Regions from separate parts of the Mus musculus genome. Here all the other regions are linked to region 1. Evidence: chromatin contacts called from public promoter capture Hi-C data. All regions are on one chromosome and are shown on one strand. Each heading gives the region's core, a stretch centred on a gene start, on an enhancer-like site or on the middle of the called end of the contact. The rest is flanking DNA. Distances are from core to core; before and after follow the strand shown.

Region 1 (2,780 bases), core at 174-2,673:
AGGCAACCCTTGTACATGAGCCATTCTCCAGTGTAACTGAATTCCCGGCCTGAATCATTATCTTTCCTTTTGTGGCTGATGAATCTATACCTGGCTTCTCTTAGCATTTCTCTTTCCTTCTTCCCTCACCACAACTGGTTTCAACAATGAGTTGGGGGTTTGTTTTGTTTTGTTTTTAAATGGATTTTCAAGTTGAGGTTCAGCCCTGGCTGTTTATAGACTCACAAAGATCCACCTGCCTCTGCCTCCATAGCGCTGAGATTAAAGGTATGCACTATATCCCGAGAGTCCTTTTCACTGTGAATGATGGTTTCTTGTACTAAGTGTTGTCCTTCTTATCTTTCATTCCTGTTATTTATTTTACAAACATTTGTCAAGCAAGTACTGGTATACACCGCATTAGGTATACACAGCATTTGCCTACCCACTGACAATGGTGAGAGAAAAGAATGCTGTCCTCAGTTCTTTTCTTTCTTTCGCTCTTTCTTTCTTTTTCTTTTACAAAGGCAGATCCTTGTTATGCTAAAGAACTTCATATTAGTTGTTGAGGAAAACAGAAACTAACAAAATGCAACAGTAAGGCTTTCTGAAAGTTTACCCTGATCTAAGCTGAGATAAAGAGGGAATAAAACGTAAGAGGGGTGATCACTTCGGCAGCATATGTACTAAAAGTGGAACAATACAGAGATTTGCACGGCCTCTGCACAAATATGACACACAAATTTGTGAAACATTCCATATTTTTGTGACTGGGAGCGTGCGGGGCAGGTGGTGGTGGCGGCGGCGGTGATGGTGAGTGGGATGAATAAACTAAAAACAAACAAACAAACAAAAAACAGATGGCAGTGGCTCGTGCCTTTCATCCTAACAGAGGTAGTGGATTGATGTCAGAGTTCGAGGTCAGCCCAAGTTCCAGGACAGACAGAGCTACACAGAAAAACCCTGTCTCAAAAGACAACAAAAACAAAAACAAAACAAAAGAGGAAAGAAAACGTGCTATTGATACCCCAAAAGCTGGAGAATGGAACAGAGCATATCGGAACCCGAGAATCCTGAATAAGACAGGAAGCGGCAAGCTGCGAGGAGTGCCGTGACTATCAACCCAAGTTTGGGTTTTATCCTAGCAATGAATGTGGAGTTCTGGCTGTACCTACAGGCTATTCCTTTGGGTCTATACAGGGGCAGGTGTGGTTACCGGACACTAAAATAATCAAAGGTGATGGAGAGGGAAACGATAGCCTGCAAATCTTATTCTGCCCAAACTAACTGGTCTTTTTCGGGACCACCAGTGCACAACACCAACTCTCTGGCGTCCCTGTCACAAAGAGCCAGACTCAAGGCGGGCCCTGCGGGCTTCCCTGACGTCACGAGACTTAATCTGCCTGGGCGTTTGGAGCATTTGGTCGCCTGGCAACCGCCGCTGGCTTTGGAGGAGCCTGGCACAAGGACACTGACCAAACCAGTTACAGACCCGACTGGACAGAGCGGTGAGAAGCCCCCCGAAAAGCCTAGCCAGGAATGTTCGTGCACGCAGACTCTTAATACCGGTTAAAGTGCAGGTCCCTGAGCCCTGTCCCTAAACAGCTAGAATAGCAGACACACTTTAGAAGACTAGTTCGGACCAGCAGGCAAGGCTGGAAGCTCTCTAGAAGCCGGAGGGTGGAGGGGGCGAGGGAGCGGGGCCCAGGCTTTGAAAAGTCTGGAGGGCTGAAGCCCCACTTAGAGAATCTGGAAGCCACTGAGCTAAGGCCTAAGAAGAAATGTAGGTAGAAACCAAACTCTGAAACTGTCTGTCCTACCCAGTCTGCAAGGAGCCTAGAGGTGATAATCAGCAGAGGACCCATTCCCAGAGCCTTTCCCTCTGGTTTCTGGGAAGATGAGTCCCAGCAGTTGTATCCAATAGGAGATATTATGGAAAATGACTTCTCTTCTGAGAAAATCAAGGACACTCCTACAAGTGTTGACCTTATTGCTTTTATTATAATGTTCTAAAATGTACACAAGTTCAACTAAGTGCAGTTTAAGCCCTCTGGGGCTTATTATTTCTCTAAAACAATGAAACTACACTACAGTAAAGTTAGAGTTGGTGCTTTCTTGATGAAAAGAATGGTGGTGTTTTGACAAAACAATTTTCATGAACTCCCAAGCAGTTTATTATTTAATATTTTATGTTGTGGGTTATGGTGAGTCTCTCCCTTTCCACATTCAAACCCCTGGGTATTTTTCCTATAGCTTACTGATTACATTCCTTGGCCTTCTCTTGATTTAAAAATATTTTCAGCTTGTCTCTTCTTTTCCAAAAAGTCTCATGTAGCCCAAAATACCCTAATACTCACTTGTAGCCAAAGCTGCCCTTGAACTTCCTTCTTCTACCTCCTAAATTCTGGGGTTATATGAGTGCCACCAGCTCAGCTGCCTCCTTTCTTTACAGAGGCACCAGTTTTTATACAGAATTCATCTGTGGTGAAATAATTAAAAATATACTACTCTCTTGCCGGGCGGTGGTGGCGCACGCCTTTAATCCCAGCACTCGGGAGGCAGAGGCAGGCGGATTTCTGAGTTCGAGGTCAGCCTGGTCTACAAAATGAGTTCCAGGACAGCCAGGGCTATACAAAGAAACCCTGTCTCAAAACAACAACAAAAAAACCACTCTCAAATATGCTGCTCTGGCACATTGACTATTTTAAGTTAAAGACACTTGAAATCACAGCAGGTTGCCTGCCCACTGTTCTGCCTACCTGCCTGTCTGCTGACTGCTTCCCTTGTTAAAAGCCCTTTCC
Region 2 (2,780 bases), core at 90-2,589, 220 kb before region 1:
TCCTTTGGCTTTTCATACGTCTCAAGTCTTGTCACTTTGCAGCGTTCACACCTTTGGATTCTGATTGCTGCATTAATATAAATCCACAGCTAACACACTCTAAGGAAAAGAAAGCAAAAGCTGTATCCTAACCGGGATCCCATGTTGCTGGAGACACGCAATAGCATGGAACCCCCTGTAAACCGGCTGCATTTATTTCATGGGATTCTTAACGTTTTCTCTCAGAAGCAATGCGGAAATTTGAGTTCTGTGGCATTAAAGCAGGCACAGTATGGTCAGGAGTATCTGTTCTTAAAGCTTTTCCATTCTGAAAACTCCGGATTAAAGGTAGAGAACGGGAGGGCTCTGTGCGGTACCTGAGTCAGAAGCACTCACCTTAACTTCAGTGTCAATCAGAAAAGGGCATGAAACCTAGGGTTTACTGATTTACCCTATTGAGAGATTTAAAAAGTGAAAATATTCCTGAATCTTCGCCCAGTGGTTTTTAGCTTACGTTTTGCAAAAGAGATCCATCTTGAAGTAATTGAAAGTATCGGTCAAGGATAGCAATTTCCTACACCTGAGAAGGAAATTTAGACCCCGTGTGGCAGGCGGAAACCAGGTGCGCCTGAGGGAGCGACGCGGGTGTTCCTGTGGCCCTAGGACCGCGAGGAACTTTGCTCCCCGGCGACCGGCTGTCCAGAAAGTTGGGGAAGCCCGTGCACGGTAGGCAGGGGTCCTGTCGTCCCGGCCTTGGGAGCGCCCCTGTGCTCCGATCACGCATCCCAGTAGCCCGCAAGAGCAGAAGCCCCGCGCCACGCCGTGCCGCGCAGCAGGACGCCCGCCACGCCCCACGCTGCCCTGCAGGCGAACGCGGGAGGCGGCGAGTCCCCGCCGGGCCGCCGTAGAGTTGCAGCTCCGGCCGCTCCTCCCGCGCCGCCCTCCGCCCCTTGCCTCTCGGCGCCGCGGCAGCTCTGGGCTGGCGCTGGCACCGCCGCCGCCGCCGCTTCCTCTCCGCAGCCGTTCGGCCGCTGCGTGACGCGTCGTTTCCTCTCAACATGGCGTCCGGGGCAGGTCGGCGGTGATGGAGGCCAGTCGGCGGCTGCGGCGGATGCTGGTCCCCACGGTAGCTAGGGCAGCCTCGCGCCTGCTGGCAGTGTGAGGCGCCGCCACCTAGGCCCTCGGCCCCGGGAAGACGGCCGCCCGGGCCGAGTGCCGCCGCCGCCGGGCCGTAGGGACGAGTGAGGCGGGCGGCCGGGAAGCGACCCCCGGGCCGACGGCGCCGAGGCCGGACGGGCGCGGCCCTCGAACGGCGGCCCCTCGAGCGTGGCGAGGCTTTCGACGCCCTTGGCGGCCCCGCGGCCGCTCCGCGTCGCCGGCCGCTTCCTGGTGCCGCCGCTGCCCTCCACGCCTCCTCGCCCCCACCGCCACCTCCTCGCCTTTCTCCCTCCCCGTCCTCATCCCGGTCCCCGTCCCCCTCCTCCGCCTTCCCTCCAGCCGCCGGGACCGCCGCCGCCGCCGCCTCCTCCGCGTCCATGTATGAGGGCAAGAAGACGAAGAACATGTTCCTGACCCGGGCCCTGGAGAAGATTCTGGCCGACAAGGAAGTGAAGAAGGCGCATCACTCCCAGCTGCGCAAAGCGTGCGAGGTGGCCCTAGGTGAGCCCGGAGGAGGCCGCGGCGCGGGGTGCCGGCCGCGAGAGGTGGGCGGCGTGGCGGGCGGCTCGTCCGGGGAGCCCTGCTGGCCGCCCGACTGGAGTTGACAGCAACTCGGCTGGACGCGGGGCACCGGCTGAGTGGAGGAGGATAGGCGGCCAGCCGGGGCCCCTGGAACTCGAGATGGTTACGGATCGCGAGGCACCTGGCTTCGAGTGGTCCACAGGACGGGATGGGGGGAGGGTTGTTGGTGGCCCCTGCGGTGCGGACAGAATGTCATCCTTTGTGATGGAGCAGAAGATGAGCTGTTGTTTATTAGCTTAGAAATTGAGGTGGGGCCGATCTGACGAGACTGAGCGTGGGGGAGGGTTCCGTATTGCAATTACAATAACTTTATGATTTGGCGTGGTACTTTGGGAAGAAAGGTTGAAGTTGTTCCCTCGTTGACAGTCTCGAGAAAGGGGGTTGCAAAAGGTGCCTCGAGTTTGCCATCTCTCTGCCCCAGCTACAGGAAAAAAGAGTAGTAATGTAACCTACTGGGCTGACCTGGAAGAACAAGACTAGAGGTTAAGGGGGTGGCGGTGGCCGTGTCTGTGTGGAAATGTGGAAGGAAAGAACCTTTAGATAAATTGACTTTAGGTAACACAGAAAGGGGTGTGTGTGAAATGAGAGAAAAGAGAAAGACAATGACACCCACCAGCCACATGTCTGGACAGTGGCAGCTGTTCTCAAGCTTCAGTTGTGATTTATAGTTCAGACAGAAGAGGTCTAGTGTAATGAAGCCACAGCAGGGCAAATCCCAAACAATACCTATAAAACCATTGTAGGCAGATAACGATTTGTTTGCGGTAGGTTTGGTAGGTCTAGTGCATCCATCAATAAGAGAATTGTTAAGGGAGAAGCCAGAACATTTAACACAGATAAATTTGTGATGCTTACCCTTTTGTTTATAGCCCTGGACCAGAGCAGCTCAACTTTGCAAGAAATGAAAATGGTTAAAAGTGATTTTTGAAAAACATTTTTGAAAGGGGACAAACTAACTTTATGCTAAAGTAAGGGGTCCAGATAGGTTAGAGACAATTTTGCATTTAAGTTTTGACTTAAGACTACCATTTAACTTACTCCAAATGTTACAGCCGCCCTTC
Region 3 (2,780 bases), core at 174-2,673, 210 kb after region 1:
ATTCAGTGCCAGCAACAACCAACCGCAAAAAAAAAAATTACCAAACTGTTAATGGTAATGTCTACAAACAAAAAGGGTTCTGTTTCACAGTTCAAGTTTAATCTGATGCTCCCATCTGAGCCACGTCATATAAATTGTCAAACATATTGAAAACAAAGCTCCCTATAAAAACAAAACTAGGTTCAGTCCAGTGGCAGTGTAAAGAAAGGGAACTTCTGATGTCTGAGTTGTCAGACTTGGAATCAGAGAGTCCACCTTTCTGAAGTTACATGGGATCTGGCCTGAGACCTGCCAGCAACAGGTCCCATCTCTCCACGCCTGAATCCTACGGGGAATGAAGGGTAAGAACTTGCCTTAAGGGAGTGGTAGCCTAAGGGGGCAGAAGGCACACCCATTCCTAAAATATGTCTGAAACTTCCTCTAATGTTTCCAGCTCTTTCTATAACATTGGGGAACTAGAGTATGCATGGCCTCTTCGTGGCTACAACCACAAATAACTTATCATTTTGAGTTAAGAATTTGAGGTAATATTTATAAAGCACTTAGGAAACAGAGCAGTTCATAGTATGAGCTGTGTTTGCTAAATAAAGCAGGCACTTTCCAGGCCTGTTAGGTAAACAATCTAGTGAGAAGGGCAAGACTCTACCCAAGAGGCGTTTTTGGGGTTTTGTTGTTTTGTTTTCCTCTCTCTTTCTCTCTCTCTCTCTCTCTCTCTCTCCCCCTCTCTCTCTCTCTCTTTCTTCTTCTGTGTTTATTCTCGAATCCTAAGTGCATCCAGCATAGTCTCTGCCTGCAGAACTGCAGTTCAACCAGGCATTCGGTGCAACATTAAGTCAAAGACCTTTGTTTCAAGAGGCGAATCCCTTCTCTTTTCTACCGGTCCAAAGAACCATCCCTAAGCGCGCCCTAGAACCGAAAACCTCAGCGCGCTTTAAGGCGGCATTCGTCGGTGCTTGAACCGTGAGAATCGACCGAGCGAAAACAGACCGAAGGGTTCGAGTCTGAGAACTTGAAAAAGAGTGGCGACGCGATCTAGCCCTGCCGACCACTTCACACCGTCGCCCCGGCGGGTCCGCGCAGAACCCCATCCCGCGTCAGGTGGGCTCCCGGGTCCTCGCCACCCGCTGCCCCGCTCGGGGGGCCGGGCGAGCCGCCCGCGCTCCCCCGCGCGAGGGAGCCCCACGCCACGGCGCTGAGCTCTCCCGGAGCACACAAAGACCGCGCCGGGCCGCGGCGGGACCCCGGCGCCCGAGAGAGCCCGGCCGGGACCCCGGCACGCAGACCGGCGCACCCGCCCCGCACCTACCCGGCTGTGCGGCGTCCGGGCGCCCGGGCGCGGAGCCCAGAGCGCTGGCAGTTTCTTCTTCCCGGCGGCGCGGCCGGGCGCCGGCGTTTCCTCCCTGACGCGTCACGGCGGCTCCTCCCGCGAAGCGCCGGGCGGCGGGCGGGCGGGCGGGCGGCGCGAGGGGACGGCGGGGTCGGCCGGGACCCGCGCGGATGGCGGGACCGCTCGGCTACCCGCGCTCGCCCGTCACGCGGGGTGCAAAGTTCAGGAGGAGACGCCGCCGGACTCCTGCGCTCAGCTGACGGGATGCGCGAGGTCCGCGGCGAGGGTGACCTTGGCCCACTCGGGAGCCCGGGCGGCAGAGCGGACCCGGGCGGTGGCAGAGGGCTGGGGGCTGCGGCTTCCTGCAAGCTGGACGCTGCAGAAGCCAAATAAGTATTCGGACGATCTGGAGAGCCCACTGTGCTTCCTTTAGCTTTTTCTGGGCAGTTTTCTACACTTTTTCCCACGTCAGCAGATTGATTTTTTTTTTTTTTTTTGACCAGTGTTTATGGATGAGCGAGGGCTCTCACAAATTGGCAGATAGATGCTATGTACAGATAATATGCGTTTCTCTTGATCATTTTAGATCTATGGATTATTTTTGTTTGTTATTTTTAAACTACCCAACACACTCTACTGCTGGTGCTTGTCCATTTAACTACAGAAGCTGCGTTTTTAAAAACCCGTTCTGTGAATGGGGAACTAAGAATTACACGATTCAATGGTTGTGGAGTAGAGTTAAAATTTTGAACTAGAGAGCCACACCACCACTGTAGTTTAGGTTTTATCTGATACCACGTGAAAGTAGACCCACACAACTGTTTAAAGGATTTCTGTCTGCATGGCATGCTTCATATTTTACATTAATCTACCCTTTGAATCATATGGTTCCAGAAAATTTGCCACAAATCTATGAACAAATAGAGGAACTGAGATGAATGAGTGAGTTCCGTAAATTCAAAGAACTCTTTATATTTTAGAACGATACTCAGAAGATTTAGCCTCATGAATAAATGTAAGAAAAGTTATTTGTACTATCCATGCTGCAATATGGCCTTGTCCTTAAAATAGGTTGTGAACCCAAATTCTTTTATACTGTGAAACCTATTATTCTCACAGGACTTTCTTAACAGCGATTCTCCATGGCTTTGGGAAATGGACAAGAAAATACAGTTCATAGAGCCCAACATATTGCAGCAGTCATTTATATGTTCCACTATGATCTGCTTACAAAGCAATACACACAATAAAGCACACATCTTCTCTGTGACAAAAAAACAAGTGATCAGTGTATCTGCTAATTAAAGCCATATTCATAATACTGAAGAAATGCTCTTGGACAAAAGGAAATTTTATGTCAATAAACACTAAGGGAATGACATCATTCTCGATTAAAAGATAAATACCTAACTATCACCACATTTTGACGTTAGGGAAAAAAAAAAAAACAGAT
Region 4 (2,780 bases), core at 190-2,689, 180 kb after region 1:
TCTATGTAGGATGGCTAGAAATGGACTCCTCAAAAAGTCATGGGCTGGAGAGATAGCTCGCTGGCTGCTCTTCCAGAGAGTCCAGGTTCAATTCCCAGCACCTTCATGGCAGCTCACAACCATCTGTAACTCCAGTTTCAGAGGATCTGATGCCTACTTCTGGCCTCTGTAGACACCAGTCATGCATGTGGTGCACAGAAATATATGTAGTCAAAACACCCGTACACTTACAATAATAATTAATAATAATTTTTTTAAAGTAACATAGCGTATTACACAAAGGCATACGGCAGTGTTATCTGAAACAGGAAGTTGATGGTAGGCAGGAAAGGTACAGGGTAGAGGTGAAATCTAGAGTAACTCACCCCTTCCACTCTCCTGCCGGTGAAGAACAGTGTTCCAGGACTGGCAACAAAGCTCACTGGCACAGTGCTTATTCACTCCTGTGAAGCCCTGAATTCAGTCTCCAGCACTGGGAAAAAGAAAGAGAAATTTCTACTGACAACCATGCTGGTGGTAGGCACCTGTAAATTCCAGAAGTTGAGAGATGGAGGTAGGAAGGTTATAAATCACAGGCCAACCTGGGCTAAGTAGAAAGAGCCTTTCTCAAAATATAATATAAAAGACTGGGCATGGTGTTATATGCCTTTAATTGCAGCAGGCAGATCTCAGCAAGTTTGAGGCCAGTCTAGTCTACAGAGCGACACAGTCAAACTCTGTCTTAAGAATCAAAGCTTAAGCCCGGCAGTGATGGAGCACGCCTTTGATCCCAGCACTTGGGAGGCAGAGGCAGGCGGATTTCTGAGTTCAAGGCCAGCCTGGTCTACAAAGCGAGTTCCAGGACAGCCAGGGCTATACAGAGAAACCCTGTCTCGAAAAAAAAAAAAAAAAAAAAAAAGCCAGACCACTAGCAATAAATGAAATAAACAAACTAGAATAAAGATGGGAGACAATGTAGGGCTGCAGATGGCTCAGCAATGAACGCACTTACTGCCTTTTAGAGGGACTTGGGTGCCACTTCCAATACCCACATGGTGGCTTACAACCATCCTTAACTACAGTCGCAATGGATCTGGCACCCTCTTCTGACCTCTGTGGGCACCAGGAATACCCATGGTGCACATGTACACACAAGCAAATGCTCACACACGAAAATAAAATCAACAAATCCATTTTTTTATCTTAAAAGCTTTATTTACAGTTGAATGTATTTTTTAAAAGAGGCTAGGTAAGCCTTGAAATTTCTTTGAATATGTTTTTGAGTTTACTAGCTACATGGAAGTGCAATCCATTTGTCTGTGCAGATCCAGTTCCACATAAGGAAAAATGAGTTTTTCTCTAATCAATTCCCAAATGATTCGTGCCGTTCATCAACCACAGAACAACCATGGGTTTTCTGGGACACTTCCACTTCAATAAGTCTCTACTATGACTCAACTTCCGGTTACCACAAGGCCTCTCAATTTTGCTGAATCAAACAGCTACAGGTTCCAGTTCATCTCCTGTGCACACATGCTCGAACCCCCACCCAATCCATTCCACCCAATCCATTCCACCCAATCCATTCCACCCAATCCATTCCCAGCTCACACCCCCACCCAATCCATTCCACCCAATCCATTCCCAGCTCACACCCCCACCCAATCCATTCCACCCAATCCATTCCCAGCTCACATCCCCACCCAATCCATTCTCAGCCTCAGCCAATCCCACTTCCCCCTGATGACTAGGGGCCTAAAACATAAATAAGAAACAATGCTAGAAGACAAAGAGTTGTTTGTGTGTACAAGTGCACTAGTGTGTGTGTGTGTGTGTGTGTGTGTGTGTGTTGGGGTAGTGTTTCTCAGGTTTTTAAGACCTGGTGGTCAATCAAGTCCTGGGCCTTGAGGAGCAGGCTAGGCTGGTGGCCAGGAAGCCCCAGGATTTGCCAGCTTTTGCTTCCCCAGTGCTAGGATTACAAGGTGTAGCACGTGGCCCCACTTTTTTACCTTGAGCAAGGGATCTGAACTCAGGTCTCCACAAGCAGTGAACACTTTACTATTTAATTCATGGTCCCTAAAAGTTTTTATCTTTTTTTTTTTTCTTTCCAAGACAGGGTGTCTCTGTATAGCCCTTGGCTGTCCTGGAACTCACTCTGTAGACTAGGCTGGCCTCGAACTCAGAAATCCGCCTGCCTCTGCCTCTCGAGTGCTGGGATTAAAGGCGTGGGCCACCCCGCCCGGCTAGTTTTTATCTTAAGAATTAGAAAAGCTTGGCTTGCTTAAGTAGCACATGTACAAAAATTGAACTCACACAGTGAGGATTAGCATGGTCCTGCACAACCATACAGACTCACAAAATGTATGCCTGTAATCCGAGCACTCGGGAGGCAGGCAGGTCTCTGTAAATTTAAGACCAGCCTGGTCTACAGGGTGAGTTCCAGGACACCAGAACTAAAAGTGAGAAACTCTATCTTGAGAAACAAAAGGAAGGAAGGAAGGAAGGAAGGAAGGAAGGAAGGAAGGAAGGAAGGAAGGAAGGAAGGAGACAGACAGACAAATAGAAATAAAAGATGCATTCATGAAACAAGAACAGGAGAATTCTACCAATGGAATAATAAAGAAGTACAGAGAACAGCAACTCTTAGAAATGAATGGTGGAATTGTAGAAGGTAAATTGAAGAACTCTTGCAGGAAACAGAACAAAAATGCCAAGAGACGACAGCCAGGGAGAAAAGCACAGTAAAGAAACTTACAGGACTAATCCGAAGCTTCTACTGTGAACTATGAAAAGCTATTTCT
Region 5 (2,780 bases), core at 82-2,581, 130 kb after region 1:
AAGATCTAGTTCACCTGAACACTCAACTGGAAACTCCCTAAGTTGAATCTAGCGGTCCTGTCATAGACAGCATCTGTTTCCTCTTGGGTTACAAAGGATTAAAGCAGGGCCTCTGGGCAAGTATTCTGCCCCTGAGCTTCAAACCCACCCCACAGTAGACACTTTCTCAAAAGCCAACTATAAGTGAAATTCGCTTCCCACAAATCCACTTTGAAGTTCTTTATATATTCAAGAAAATAAATAACTTATGTATATGTGGCACACACACCTCTACAGCAATATAATCACATTCCATGTAAGATTACCATATTTTTACTGAAATCTACTTCAGACTTATAATTTCCAGGTGACACAGTACTACTGTAGTTCTAATTATTACATATAATACCCTGATTTACATTTTTATTTTTTCTTTCTTACATGACCCAAAAGTGAATATTAAAAGTAACTTCCAAAAATAAGCTTATTCTACTTAATTTCAATATTAAGAACAACCTGCATTATGCTTTTTACTTCAAAGTACAAGTTCTATGTATTTTATACATAGAGACAGTGATCAGGGCTCAGTAGTTAAAGCACTTGGCACACAAGCAAGAGGACCAGTTTGGATCCACAGAACCCACATAAATGCCAGGTAGGCACGGCAGCTGGCCTGTAATTCCAGCCTCAAGGGTGGGGACAGGACTCCCCAAAGCAAGCTAGCTGCCTGGCAAGACCAGCCATGTTGGTGGGGTATATGTTTGACTATCAGGTCCTGCTTCATTGAGTAAAATGTGCCAATATCAACCTCAGACCTCCATTCACATGTTCTTCCACATGTATGTCCACATGTATGCACCATACAACAGCACACACAATGCACATGGAAAGAAAAAGGAGGGGTGAGTAGTAGTGTGTAAATGGTGTCATTGTTTTTAGGTATGATACAGTGTAGACAACCTAGTGCAGACACGATCCCTTGTTTCTGCATTAATGCTGCTCTGAAGTAAGACCACATGTCTGAGTTAAACACATCACTGAGGCTGTGAGTGTCAAGCACGGCGCCCCTGCTACCTTCGAAGTACTTCTTTCATCCTCATCTTCAGATGGATCTGACTGATGTCTTGGGCTGTCCATTTGAAGGAATGCTCGGACATCTGGACTGAAAGCAAAGATTAATTTATTACTCTGACAGCATATTAACAGCTTGTGTCCCCTTAAAAAGGAACAGAAACAGAAACCACCATATTAGCATTTGCAGCAGGAAAACTACAAAGTATATTATTCACTATTGTAATAGGAATGAAGAAGCTCTGCTTTTAAAAAGAGGAAACCCAACAGAGGAGCAGGCAGAGTTATAAACAGATGGTTCACACTAGGGGAAATCCAAAATGGAAACTGAAACAGATTCACTTCACATCCATTAACAGCAAAGTCAGATGGAGAAAAGGATGCCCAGAGCAGGAAGGGTCACACTCATGTGCTACTGCTGGAGAATGTGCCTCTCCTGAAAAGCAGGCTGGCTTGGAGAAACCAGGAATACATTTTCCTCAGATGTAGACACTGCCTTTGTAAGTTTCAGCCATGGGGGACACCTTGGGTTTAGAACCATGGCTTCATTAGGACTCGCAAGACACACTTAAACATTTTAAAGTTTTATTATTTGCACATGTGGAGGGAGTGTGCGCCTATGGTGCAGGGATGAAAGCCAGAAGCCTTCTACCTTTCTGTGCGTTCTGAGGATAGAGTTCAGGCGGCCTTGCTTGGCAAACTCCTTCATCCATGGAATCATCTAGCAAGCCTCCCCCCGCCCCCAAAACCAAAACCACTTAATTTGGGGCCAGGCATTCTGTTTAATCCCAGCACACAGGAAACAGAGGCAGGTAGATCTGAGCTGAAGGTCAGTCTGGTCTACAGAGTGAGTTCCAGAACTGCCAGAGATACACTGAGAAACCCTGTCTCAAAACCAAAACAGAACAGAACAAAAATTATTTACTCTGGATAATAAACCATGTTAACATTTTAGCTATACTCTGATTACTTCTAGAAATGCTATACCAAGTTTTACTCTCCTAGTTTTTATGAACATCTAAAGATTCTCTGGGTTGTGGGATGCTTGCTTAACTCCAAGGCATAGCCATGTGACTTTCCAAGGTGGTTGTAGCAGTTTGTATTTCCAGGATCAATACAGGAAATGACATTGCTCATCTGGCCACCACTTTGTATGCTTAGTCTCAGTTTTAGCCATTCTGATGAGCAAGTGGTAATACCTTGTTCTGACGTTAATTAATGATAATGTTGGTCACGTTAGTACATAGTAGCAGTGAAATTATGTCCCTTGTTAGCTTTTAACACTAACCACAGCTAGATAGCTTTAGGACTTAAGTCACCCTGCTGGCAAAGCACACACTGGCATAGGCTGGGTCCCTGGCAATCAGCCGTAACAGGTACATTTTATGTCAAAGTTATTTTGTTTTTTAACTCAGACCAAGAAATTTTCCGTGAAGTCTGTAAATGTAGCTCCCTGAGGCACACCAATAGTTTGATGTTCAAATGGAAAGCACGAAGACTGAATTTCTATTAACGCAAAATGTCCATTAGTAGATGTATTAGTCAGGGTTCCCTAGAGTCACAGAACTTATGGATAGTCTCTAGATAGTAATTTATTGATGACTTACAGTCGGCAGCCCAATTCCCAACAATGATTCAGTCGCAGCTGTGAATGGAAGTCCAAGGATCTAGCAGTTACTCAGTCCCACACAGCAAGCAGGAGAAGGAGCAAGAGCGAGACTTCCTTCTTC

What was found. Promoter capture Hi-C pulls out the DNA fragments that hold promoters and counts their contacts. Capture Hi-C pulls out chosen DNA fragments and counts their contacts.
Region 2: a promoter capture Hi-C map of pancreatic islet shows a contact between it and region 1. The contact joins the promoter of Arfgef1 here to the promoter of Ppp1r42 in region 1. A contact is called at or near these places in 2 of 39 promoter capture datasets (pre-B cells and stem cell-derived epiblast-like cells) and 2 of 9 other capture datasets (liver and pancreatic islet).
Region 3: a contact with region 1 is called in a promoter capture Hi-C map of adipose tissue. The contact joins the promoter of Sgk3 here to the promoter of Ppp1r42 in region 1. A contact is called at or near these places in 21 of 39 promoter capture datasets (the 3T3-L1 cell line, 3T3-L1-derived adipocytes, the C10 cell line and 14 more), 1 of 15 datasets of contacts at CTCF or cohesin (large pre-B cells), 11 of 484 Hi-C or Micro-C datasets (the AML12 cell line, the BV-2 cell line, the MNK3 cell line and 7 more), 12 of 115 datasets of contacts at active chromatin or transcription factors (acute myeloid leukemia, astrocytes, bone marrow-derived macrophages and 8 more) and 5 of 9 other capture datasets (adipose tissue, embryonic stem cells, liver and 2 more).
Region 4: a promoter capture Hi-C map of hematopoietic stem and progenitor cells shows a contact between it and region 1. The contact joins the enhancer-like site here to the promoter of Ppp1r42 in region 1. A contact is called at or near these places in 7 of 39 promoter capture datasets (the C10 cell line, cranial neural crest, hematopoietic stem and progenitor cells and 4 more), 2 of 15 datasets of contacts at CTCF or cohesin (large pre-B cells and pro-B cells), 4 of 115 datasets of contacts at active chromatin or transcription factors (the 230-238 cell line, bone marrow-derived macrophages and embryonic stem cells) and 5 of 9 other capture datasets (adipose tissue, embryonic stem cells, liver and 2 more).
Region 5: a promoter capture Hi-C map of hematopoietic stem and progenitor cells shows a contact between it and region 1. The contact joins the enhancer-like site here to the promoter of Ppp1r42 in region 1. A contact is called at or near these places in 4 of 39 promoter capture datasets (the C10 cell line, hematopoietic stem and progenitor cells and liver), 6 of 484 Hi-C or Micro-C datasets (the AML12 cell line, bone marrow-derived DN2 thymocytes, bone marrow-derived dendritic cells and 2 more), 1 of 115 datasets of contacts at active chromatin or transcription factors (embryonic stem cells) and 3 of 9 other capture datasets (adipose tissue, liver and pancreatic islet).

What each region holds. Positions count from the first base shown.
Region 1 is chr1:10,007,779-10,010,558 of GRCm38.p6, reverse strand. Ppp1r42 (protein phosphatase 1, regulatory subunit 42) reads left to right here and starts at 1,423. Exons shown (of 9, transcript NM_145692.2): 1 at 1,423-1,487. It overlaps LOC115487608 (a small nuclear RNA gene), which reads left to right and starts at 642; the gene lies at 642-745.
Region 2 is chr1:10,231,229-10,234,008 of GRCm38.p6, reverse strand. Arfgef1 (ADP-ribosylation factor guanine nucleotide-exchange factor 1(brefeldin A-inhibited)) reads left to right here and starts at 1,339. Exons shown (of 38, transcript NM_001102430.1): 1 at 1,339-1,638. The coding sequence starts at 1,515.
Region 3 is chr1:9,796,773-9,799,552 of GRCm38.p6, reverse strand. It overlaps Sgk3 (serum/glucocorticoid regulated kinase 3), which reads right to left and starts at 1,423. Exons shown (of 18, transcript NM_133220.2): 1 at 1,307-1,423.
Region 4 is chr1:9,824,705-9,827,484 of GRCm38.p6, reverse strand. Sgk3 (serum/glucocorticoid regulated kinase 3) reads right to left here. Exons shown (of 18, transcript NM_133220.2): 2 at 366-472. Among named protein-coding and RNA genes, the nearest start is that of Sgk3, 28 kb to the right of the region's middle. Within about 2 kb of position 1,439, at least 23 of the 459 cell types and tissues checked have an H3K27ac peak or open chromatin away from gene starts, as enhancers often do. A contact at or near this core is called in bone marrow-derived macrophages and hematopoietic stem and progenitor cells, where this site is marked.
Region 5 is chr1:9,875,527-9,878,306 of GRCm38.p6, reverse strand. It overlaps Sgk3 (serum/glucocorticoid regulated kinase 3), which reads right to left. Exons shown (of 18, transcript NM_133220.2): 7 at 1,054-1,141. Among named protein-coding and RNA genes, the nearest start is that of Mcmdc2, 32 kb to the left of the region's middle. Within about 2 kb of position 1,331, at least 66 of the 459 cell types and tissues checked have an H3K27ac peak or open chromatin away from gene starts, as enhancers often do. A contact at or near this core is called in adipose tissue, bone marrow-derived dendritic cells and hematopoietic stem and progenitor cells, where this site is marked.